Regions from separate parts of the Mus musculus genome. Here region 1 is linked to region 2. Evidence: chromatin contacts called from public HiChIP or PLAC-seq data. All regions are on one chromosome and are shown on one strand. The core of a region is the stretch at or near the end of the contact, and the rest is flanking DNA. Distances in the headings are between cores, read along the strand shown.

Evidence for each region. HiChIP or PLAC-seq counts read pairs in DNA pulled down with a chosen protein or histone mark.
Region 1: a contact with region 2 is called in an H3K4me3 HiChIP or PLAC-seq map of embryonic stem cells, with 20 read pairs. The contact joins the promoter of Cnpy3 here to the promoter of Ptk7 in region 2. A contact is called at or near these places in 1 of 39 promoter capture datasets (hippocampal neurons), 1 of 484 Hi-C or Micro-C datasets (embryonic stem cells), 8 of 115 datasets of contacts at active chromatin or transcription factors (the 230-238 cell line, the HPC-7 cell line, the SCID.adh cell line and 2 more) and 3 of 9 other capture datasets (adipose tissue, liver and pancreatic islet).

The regions. Positions count from the first base shown.
Region 1 is chr17:46,749,374-46,754,486 of GRCm38.p6, reverse strand. Cnpy3 (canopy FGF signaling regulator 3) reads left to right here and starts at 2,273. Exons shown (of 6, transcript NM_028065.4): 1 at 2,273-2,514. The coding sequence starts at 2,364.
Region 2 is chr17:46,626,000-46,631,287 of GRCm38.p6, reverse strand. Ptk7 (PTK7 protein tyrosine kinase 7) reads left to right here and starts at 1,784. Exons shown (of 20, transcript NM_175168.4): 1 at 1,784-2,020. The coding sequence starts at 1,966. It overlaps Klc4 (kinesin light chain 4), which reads left to right. Exons shown (of 16, transcript NM_001357130.1): 16 at 215-659. The coding sequence ends at 265.

The sequences.
Region 1 (5,113 bases), core at 1,024-3,523, 120 kb before region 2:
TATCAGTCTTCCTTTCTTCCTCCTTTCTCTCCTTCCTTCTTCCTCTCCCTTCTCCATCCTTCTTCCCTCTCCTACCCTTTGTCCTCTTCTGCATTTTCTTCTACTTCTGCTTCTTCAAGACTGAATCTTGCTACATCGGTCTGGCTGGCCTCAAACTCACAGAGAGCTTCTTGCCTCTGCCTCCTGAGTGCTGAATATCCATATACGTAGTAGAGAGGCAGGGTCTCTTCATTTGAACTTTGAATTCTTAACTAAATCTAGAGCGTCTGTGCCTTGGTCATGGTGTCTGTTCACAGCAGCAAAACCCAGCCCCCCCCCCCCTGCTCCCCTATGGCCTGGCCACTCTCCTGCCTCAAAAGGCTGAGAATGGGTGTGTGGGTGTTATGGCCCTTAGAGGAGTTTGAGGGATGGGGCTTACTGACACAACTGCTTTAAACTAGACACCACTGACTACAAAGGACAGGCTGGGCATGGAAGTCTTCGTAAGGGCAGCAAATCCACCCAGACCTGGAAAGAAACTCAATGGAAACGGAGCTTTCTGGACAACGCTGCAGTTGCTAACAGCTTCCCAGAGTTGAGCTCAAGGCAGTTTAAAGGAAACCTGAGGAGTCAGAGAGTCCCCCTAGGACCAAGGCTGGCCTTGAACTCTTCATCCTTCTGCTTCTCCCAAAAGCTATGGTCTTTCTTTCTGCCTTCACCTTCTCTGGTGTGATGGAGCCGCACCATCCCACCTGACTGATATTGCCCACTTTTTATCTCCTGCCAGATTGAGTCCAGAACCTCATGCACACGAGGCAGCCCCTCTGTAGCTAAGGAAGGTCTGTGTTCAGCCAGGGAGCCCTCAGCAAGGATCTCTTAGCTCAAGTCCCCTGATGCTGCAGAGGCAGGAGAGAAGTGTAAATGTCCAATGCCAGGTTCCTGCCTTTTAGGAGCTCAGAATCCAAACAAATAACAAAAGAGATTGGAATACCATACAAAAAATGCTGGGATGTTTATCCATCTGTCCCACATACTTCAAGGTGGTTTTGTTTTGTTTTGTAGATATGGCCTCAAGTAGCTCAGGCTATATCTCCCTCCCCCTCACTATATAGCCAATGACAGGTTTATGCCAGCCTGGAGATGGATCACCAGGGATTTGCACATGGTAGTCAAGTGCTAGGCAAAGATCTCCCAGTGAGCAACATCCCTAAAACTAGGGATTTCTTTTTTAATTCCATTAATTCATGAATTATTGATTTGAGCTTCCCAACAGGCAAACCTCGAGATGTAGGAGGATCACTCTTTGTTTGTTTTTCGAGACAGAGTTTCTCTGTGCAGCCCTGGCTGTCCTGGAACTCACTTTGTAGACCAGGCTGGCCTCGAACTCAGAAATCTGCCTGCCTCTGCCTCCCGAGTGCTGGGATTAAAGTCGTGTGACCATGCCCGGCTAAGAGGATCACTCTTATCTGTTTATTAATCTAGTTTTCATAAGGAGAAACGCAATTACTGGATATCTGGGCTGTTGTGAGGCCCTAAGTATCTATTCGAGTGAGTGGCTGCAATAATAAGCCTTAAAAGCCGGTGTCTAGTGAGTGCTTGCAACTTTATAAAGAAAGCCATGGTTAGGGTTGATGAGTTAGGTTAGTGACTAAAGAGGGCCACCATTAAGCCTTAAGGATCCAAGTTTGAGGTCCAGAACCAACATGGTGGAAGGAGGCAACTGATTCCAGTCGTCTTCCAACCCAAAATAAATATATAAAGACTTTTTTATTAACACCTTAATGGGGGTGGGGGTGCGGGGAGAGGACCACGAGGCCCGGTGTGGAGGTGCACTTAGAGGCAGCTGGATTTCTGAATTCGAGGCCGGCCTGGTCCACGCAGTAAATTCCAGGACAGCCAAGGATACAAAGAAACCCTGTCTCGAAGAACAAAAGACAGAAAACAAGAAACAAAACCATGAAAGATAGTCCGTTATCCAGGGCTAGAATGCCCAAGGCTGGTTCATCCAAGGTATGATGAAGGTTCACCCGCTAGGAACTGATGCTCCAGCTACTGAGCCTCCTTTAGCTGGCAGTGATATCGCTATAGGGCGCCAAAGCCACCATCCGCTCTCTGATTGGCTGAGATGGGAAAAAAAAAAGATAGTTCCTCTCATTGGCTATAAAGCAGACGCCGAGCGAACCCATTGGTTGCGTCGCCCGCGGGCCTTGGTCGGTTTCGCAAGCCGCTAGAGGCTACCGGGCGTGGGGCGGGCCGGAGCTCGCCGTTGCCGTGGTTACCCAGAGGCACGTGCGCAGTCCCGGAAGCGGCCGGGGGAAGCTGCTCCGCGCGCGCTGCCGGAGGAAGCGCCGCCGGGTCCGCTCTGCTCTGGGTCCGGCTGGGCCATGGAGTCCATGTCTGAGCTCGCGCCCCGCTGCCTCTTATTTCCTTTGCTGCTGCTGCTTCCGCTGCTGCTCCTTCCTGCCCCGAAGCTAGGCCCGAGTCCCGCCGGGGCTGAGGAGACCGACTGGGTGCGATTGCCCAGCAAATGCGAAGGTGAGGGGGCGGGGCCGCGGGGCGTAGCCAAGCCCGAGGGGCGGGAGGGGGCGGGGCCTGTGGGAAGGGTCTGGGCCTGGCAGGACCTGGGCTGGGGTCTCCTTGGCCCTGCTGTGTGCTTTGCGGCAATGCTGGGTGCTGTGACTCTCGGATAACCTGGAGATCCCTGCTTTTGGGCGAATCCGGGGGTAGTTGCTCATCAAGACTAGAGGTGGGGGTGGAGGGAAGGCTTCATACAGGAAGCCTGCTGCGAAATGAAGAGTTGGCCAGGGAAAGCATGGCGTGCAGAGGAACTCACTCCGCAGAAACCACAGAAACAGAGGCAGATGAGGAGGCCCTGCCGGCCTAGAAGCCAGAGGGCGAATTTGAGGAACTGAAAAGGTCCATATGACGTAGAAAAGGGAACCTGAAAATTTTCCCGTGGTGCTTTCACTACAACCTAATTTGTGTATGGTTTTGGCTTCTTGAGAACAGGTACTGAGTTGCAAATATTTATTGGCAGACCAAAAAAAAAAAGGGGGGGGGCTTTACATAGGATTATATGGAGGGGCGGTGAGTGTATGTGGAGAGAAGAGACTCACACTCAAAGGATCAAGAGGTCACTTTTTTGAAAGCATCGAGCGCAGAGGAGACTGAAGTGAAGGAGGTAGATTTTAAAAATCGAAGGACAAGGAACTGAGACCTCTCTTTTGCCCTGCTCATCATTGCTCAGTTTCCTCTCAGACCTTTGCAGCCATCGACCTTCTTTCTAAGTCCTCGAAGGCCCCCCTCCCCCGAGTATTCTGGATATCCATTTTATGCACCAAGCAGATGTACACAGGCCAGATGTTCCCTAAGCACTGGATGCTGGGCTGGTGGTTTGGGACACATTAATCCTCCCATTTGAGCTGTTAAATGTGTGGCGAATGGGGGCAGGGGACTCGGCTCAGTGGGTAGAGTGATTGCCAGAGGATCTGAGTTCAGATCCCCAAGACAGATATAAAAAGCCAGACGCTGCAATGTTTGTGCACCCCTGATCCCCGCACCTCCGCACCTAAAGAGATGCACAGGAGACCAGCCAGTCCAACCAAATGATCACGCTCCAGGTTCAAGTGAGAAACCTTGTCTGAAAAACAAAAGATGAAGAACAGTATCAGAAAGGAACTCTGGCCTCCATGTGCATATCCACATATCCACACACGTGTGTGCACACACACACTGTAACTACATAGGACTTTTTGTTTTTAAGTGAGACTCCCTAGAGTTAATGTGAGTTCACTGGAAGATACCTGTTAAAAGGTCTCACCTGTTCTAGGATGGTCCCTTACCTCCCCACCAGTCCTGGGCTTTTGTTTTCTTTGTTTTGTTTCTTTTCTTTTCTTTTACTCTTTCAAGACAAGGTTTCTCTGTGTAGCCCTGGCAATCCTGGAACTTGCATTGCAGACCAGGCTGGCCTCAATCTCAGAAATCTGCCTGCCTCTGCTTTCCAAGTGCTGGGATTAAAGGCGTGCGCCACCACTGCCCGGCTTCTTTTAAAGTTTTGTAAGGTTTTTATTTATGTATTTTTGTATACGAGTGCTCTATTTGCATAAGTGCCTCATGATGGAAGAGGGCATCAGACAGATGAGAGCATCAGATCTCATTACAGGTGGTTGTGAGCCACCAAGTGGGTGTTGGGAATTGAACTCGGGACCTCTGGAAGAACAGCCAGGACTCTCAAAGCTGAGCCATTGCCCCAGCCCCCATCTTTCTCCTTTTCTTTTTTCTTTTGGTTTTTCGAGACAGGGTTTCTCTGTGTAGCCCTGGCTCTCCTGGAACTCACTTTGTAGACCAGGCTGGCCTCGAACTCAGAAATCCGCCTGCCTCTGCCTCCTGAGTGCTGGGATTAAAGGCATGTGCCACCACGCCTGTCTCTTTCTCCTTTTCTTAATCACAGCCCAGGAAGCTCCTTTCTTTTCCTTAGGAGACATCCATAGATGCAGAGTCATAGAGCTGGCAAGGCTCTTATAGCCCATTGAGGCCTAAACTCATTTTGTAATCAGTAGAGATTATTTTCAGTCACGGAGTGATTTGGCAAACTTTGACTCTTAGGCACCTCTTAATACTTTATTTATTTATGTTTATTAGTATTGCATCTTTATTATTAATTGCTGATTATTTCTGGCTCACAGAGCCTGCCTTCAGGCTTAGTAGTCTTAAGTGGAACAGGCCTCAGCACAGAGAATGGAGAACCTGCCCAGAGAAAGTGGGTGGTAGTCCATGGGGGTCTGGGGTCTATGCCATGAGTCTCCCACAAGTCTGCTTTATGTCTAAACTGGATCTTATAGGGATAATGGTTCCCTGAGAGGCCCAGGGAAGGCAGGACTTTCTTGAGGATATTTAATGCAGTGTCGGGAGACAGGGTCAGAGAAGCCTCTAGAGGGTTTTCCCAGAGCCAGGGGCACATCACGCCCTGAGAGTGGTAGCCTCCTTTTTAGTTGCTGTCACGCCTTTCTCTTTCACTCTGAGCATCAGGACAGGTGGAGCTTAGTCACCATCCTCCTGTCCCCAGTGCTCAGCACAGGCCTCGTCTCAGTGACTGCTTGAGGAGGGGAGGGAGAAGTAAGAGGACGCTTGCACA
Region 2 (5,288 bases), core at 535-3,034:
TGCCAGCCAGTTCAACACAGTGAGCTCTTGGGTCAGCTCATTCACTGTGCAAGCCAGCATTCTTGCCCAGGTTTCGTCCCGTAGCTCCTCCAGTAGACCGTGCCTAAGCAAAGTCCTAGAGCTTAGGTTGAGGTTAGAAATTCCATCTTTAGTCTCTGCAGAGCAGGCAGACTCCAGGAGTTTGCAGTGATGTGTGGTTGCTGGTCTCTTTCAGGTCTCCCGGGGCCTCAGCGCCAGCACTGTGGACCTTTCTTCAAGTAGCTGACATTCAACTCCCTCTTTTAGTCTGCTGGGTCCCCACAGCCCTTACAGCATTCCCCATGGCTCCTGTCTCTTCCCCAACTCAATAGGATGGTGAAGAGGGAGCGGTGTATGTGGTAGATTGCTGCTTCTAGGGTCTAGGCTCCTTCCCTGGGAACCCCCCTTCGGAAGGGCCCTCAGGATAACATGATCTCTACTTTGGAGTCCTCTAGAGTAGCTGACTGAGGCTCCCAAGGTGGGAGAAAGTGGGTCTGCACCTCAGGGATGCGCCTGATGCTGGCTCTTCTGTCAGTTTGGGGCTGGCCAACTGGGCTGCCTTGCCCTGGTCTCTTTTACCCTCTGCTGCCTCACTACAGGTCCACATATTTCACTGTTTCTTTAATAAATGAACCAGGTAACATTTTGTGTTCGGAGTCTTCATTGAAGACGTTGTTCAGGACCCTTCCTAGAAGGATGAGGGCAGTGGTAGTGTGCAGGACTGTTGAATTCTTGGCTCAATGGTTCCCTCCGTGTTTGTACCCTCTTTAGCAGGGCCTGGAGGAAGACTTCTGGGGGATGGGGAATGAGGCACACAAGAAGAAGGTGCTGTGGACGGGGTTGTCAGGGACATGTGGTGGCCATGTGGCAGGACCCTGGAGTCCTGGCGCCACTTCTCCTGCCTGTGAGGCCCTCTGTGGCTTCCTTCCCCCCTCCCAGCTGCTTGGGGGAAGGGAGGTCTAAGCAGGCCTGGGGGGCCCTCCAGAGCCAGAAGGGGGACAAGGCGCTATCCATCCTCTCTTGCATATCCTGGAGGCCTGTCAGCAGCTGGGGCCCATCTTCTAAAGCTTGACTTCTTCTGACCCGCCTCCCACACCCCTTGCTGCTTTCACAACAAAGAAAGAATGTGGGGGTGGTGGCGCTGGGGGTGGAGGGTGCCTGGAACAAGGGCTGCGTTGGGCCTCCCCACAGCTGGAGATTTGGCCATGCCCTGACACAGCCCAGACTGCTTGGAGATGGACTTGGGATGTATGTCTGTTTAATAGCTCTCGCTGGGGGTTGGAGCCCAGGGTTTCTACCTTGGGTTCAGATTTGTCCAGTGTCACGCACGCCCCTCCCCCTCCCTGGCTACATCTGTTCCACCGGGCACCACAGCTGTGCCCTCCTTGTCTTCTGAGACATCCTGGCTATGTCCTCCTTGCCTTCTTCTGAGACACCCTGCTGGTCTGTCTCATGCAGCACTTTGGGTTGCTTAACTCCAGCAACTTGGAGAATTCTGGGCAAACTATTGCTCCAGATCTCCAGGTAGGTTCAGAGGGCCTAACGGAGTTCTGAGAGTCACTTTGGTTCTCTTGCGTCCCAGTGGATAGATTAGGCGGTGGGAACAACACCCAGGTCTCCGGCACTCCCCTAAGACGGCCACTGCTGCTCCCCCCCCCCCCCATCATTCCCCAGATCCTTCTTTCTATTGCCAGCTCCTCCCCTCGACGGCGGGGAAGGGGGCGTCAGGGGGCGGGGCGCCGTGCAGGCGGAGAGGAGGGGGCGTCGGGGGCGTGGCTTGGCTGCGGCGGCGGCGCGCTCGAGGGCTTGGATGTACGGGGCGCGCGCGGCTCCAGCTCCGGACGCCTCGGGCTCGGGCTGTAGCTGCTGCGGCGGCCCCCGCGCTCCGGTCCGCGCGCCCGCTCGCCGTGTGCCTTGAACCTCGCTGCTCGTCTGCAGCCCGCCAGGATGGGAGCCCGCCCGCTGACTCTGCTCAGAGCCCTGCTTCTGCCGCTGCTGGCCGGTGAGTCCCCCGAGAACCGGGAGGATCCGAGCTGTGCTTTGAGAAGCGCGGGAGTCCCGGGGGCTGGAAGGGCCCTGGAGAGGTGGGCTGGGCAGTTGGGGAGGTGGAGAGGCTCGCTAGGGGCTCGAGGATCCTGGGTTGGCGACGCCCCCTACGCGGTGGCGACACGGTGCACTGGGGCGCGGGGACGCGTTTGCTGTGAGTTCTCTCCGCCCGATCCGAGAGTTTGCTCGAGCGTTGCCCGGAGTCGCTGGCTCCCAAGCTCTGCTAAGATCTCCCTTTTGGAGAAGCAGTGCCCTCCCATCCCGTGAAAAGGTGCGGACGCGGACACCCAGGAATGCCCCGGGCCTTGGAGCCCAGATGAGGGGGATAGGCCTGGCTCCCGATCCCGTCCGAGCTGACATGGGGCGCGCCTGGCGCGGAGCTTTGTTACCTATGCCGGCCCGACGCGCCCGGGTCCCTCCCTGCAAGTTCCGGGGCAAAGCTGGAACCCCAGATGGCCCTGCGGGTGAGGGCAGGTTAGACTGAGAAGTGCCTAATCTTCTCCTCCAACTAGGCCTTGAGCCTACTCGGTGCCAGGGTCGTATCCCTGGAGCGGAGGGTCCCAGGCTGTAGTGGTGACTAATGAGTGAAGGCCGCTGCCAAAATCGGGCATGGCCGGCTTGCCAAGGTGCGGACGGGCTTTGCTTTGCTGTTTCCTGGATTTCCATCCTGTCCGTGTGTCCGTGTTCTCGGAGGAAAGGATTGTCTCTCTTCCTAAGGGCAGAAAGGCAAAGAGAGAGATAGAACGAGAGAGAGAGAGAGAGAGAGAGAGAGAGAGAGAGAGAGAGAGAGAGAGAGCGCCCAACTCTGGCTTTTCGTGAAGGGTCTCTCTACTTTGGTGAGGGTGTGGCCCCCCCGCCCCCCCCCCCCATCTCCAGGGCAAACAAGGGGCACCCTGTCCCGCAGACTTTTATTTCCTGGCTGATCACACCTGAGAGTCGGTCACAACTAAGGTGTTGTAAGTGACTTAACCGGAAATCGCCAAGCCACCCATATACCCAGTCTGCTGGTCCAAATGACTCCCTCCTTACCTTCCAAGACAAAACTACCAGTGGTGGTCTGCGGAAACAGCCCTCCTTGGGGAGACAGTCTGCGGGGGTGGGGGTGGGGGTGTCTTAGTCCTTAACCTAAAAAGAACTTACTTAGCCTTCTCTTTAATGAGTTCTAGCCGGGAGGGCAGGGGCAGGGAATTGTATACTGTCATCTTCCTGACCAGCTGTTGAGGGTTTAGGGACCAGAGAATGAAAGTCTTTCCCACCCCCAGTTATAAAGAGGTAGGCATAGCCTAAAAACCAACCCTGGGGTCTCTTAAGCTGGTGTTCCTAAGTTGTCCTGTGTTCCTTATGTGTGGGGTAGTCATTGCTCATGGCAAAGTCCTGCATCTGCTCCCAGAGGAAGTATGTAAGGTTTTGTTGTTGTTGTTGTTGTTGTTTTGTTTTTTAACACAGCCAGGATGAAGGCCCAACCATATGGGCAGGCAGCCCCAGCTCACAGGCCTCCTCGGCTGGCTGCTGGGTTTTGGTGTGTGTGGCTCTGCTAGATGTAGCTGTATTTGCTGCTGCGGTTTAGCTTTCTGAAGTCAAAGGCAAGTTCTGGTGGAGATGGCCCTTGCTCAACCACGCTACATTGCCAATTTCTTCTCTGAGGACTCTTGATGTTCGAGATGTGAACTCTAGTGGTGGGTGTTCTGGGAGGGTGTGTGTGTGGGGGGGGTTGGATAGGAGGGGTTTGGGGGGTATCTCCACAAAGAAACATTTTAATGAGAGCCTTAAATCAGTTCCACCAAATGTGCCTTCGTGTGAAACCTATCCGTGTGCTGTAAACGATTTCAGCGGAGGCGCCTGCTCTGCTGGTGAGATCCAGGGACTCTACCTACCCCAGATGCATGTCTTCAGGGGACAAGGAGGTTTTAATAGATCGAAGCACATTTCCCCATCGTGTTGTTTAACTGTGTCATTAACTGAAGCTGTAGGGAGACCTCACTGTTAAGGAGGCTGGGGCTAGGGACCTAGCCTGCCCAGGTTTGTAGACTCGGCCATTTTTGAAGTTTGGGTAATTATGCTGTAAATACCCAAGTTATGGTCCAAACCTTGAGATCCCTGGTGTGATAAATACGGTGGGGGAGGAAGAGAAGGCTTAAAGTTGAGAACCCAGACACCCCCACCCCCACCCCCTTTTAGACAGGGTCTTATTACATGCTCCAGGCTGGCCCTAGGCTTATGGTGCAGCCCTCCTTGGCCTAGAACTCATGATTCTCCTACCTCAGCCTCCAGAGAGCTGGGATTAGAGGATAGTAGGACCACACCTGGCCAAAACCTGGGATTTTTGTTCTTGTCGTTAGATTATTTTTTACATTTATTGGTGTGTGTGCTGAAGTTCGAGTGTGCGAGTGCCTACGTGTGCCACAGTGCACTTGTGGCGGTCAGAAGGCGACTGACTGATCAACTGAGAGAGATCCAGTCTCTGCTTTCATTGTGGTGGTCCCAGGGATGTTAACCGGTTGTCATGCGTGGTGGCAGGTGCCTTTACCTGCTGAGCCATCTTAGAACCGGCTCTCTGGTCATGTGTGTTTTCTGCCCGCTCCCGTTTCCCACCCTTTTTCCTTGGGTCTCCAGGCTTTTGCATCTCTGTGGAGGCTGAATCCTCACTTTCTGAACACTGTAGTGAGGGTTGGGTTCCTCTACACCCTGAAGCCTGTAATTCAGGCCTGGTACACAGGGGCGAGGGCACCTTCACAGAGGGTGTGGTCAGAGCAGCAGGGACAATTGACAATTCAGGCTGTGGACCTGTCTGTCTATCTGTCTGTCTGTCTGTCTGTCTATCTATCTATCATCTATCAGCCTGAGAGTCCATTCATCCATCCATCCAGTTTCTCAGAGTAGCCTACACTAGCCTTGACCTTGCTATGCAGTCAAGGATGGCCTTGAACTTCTGATCCTCCTGCCTGTTCTTCCCTAGTGCCACAATTACAGGTGTGCCAATTTTATGCAGTACTGGGGTTCAAATCCAGGGCTCCCAGCATACTCGGCAAGCAGTCTAACTGAGCTACCATGGACTCTCTCATTTTGAATTTACCATCTGTGTTTTTGCCCCAGTTGGAGTTCCAGTGTAGAATTCCTTTAATGTGGAACCTTATTTAGAGCGGGTCCTTACCCAGGGCAATTAGAAGAGGGAAGGGAAGGGAAAGGTAACTCAGTAGCAGAGTTAAGCCTTTCCTTGCATCGTG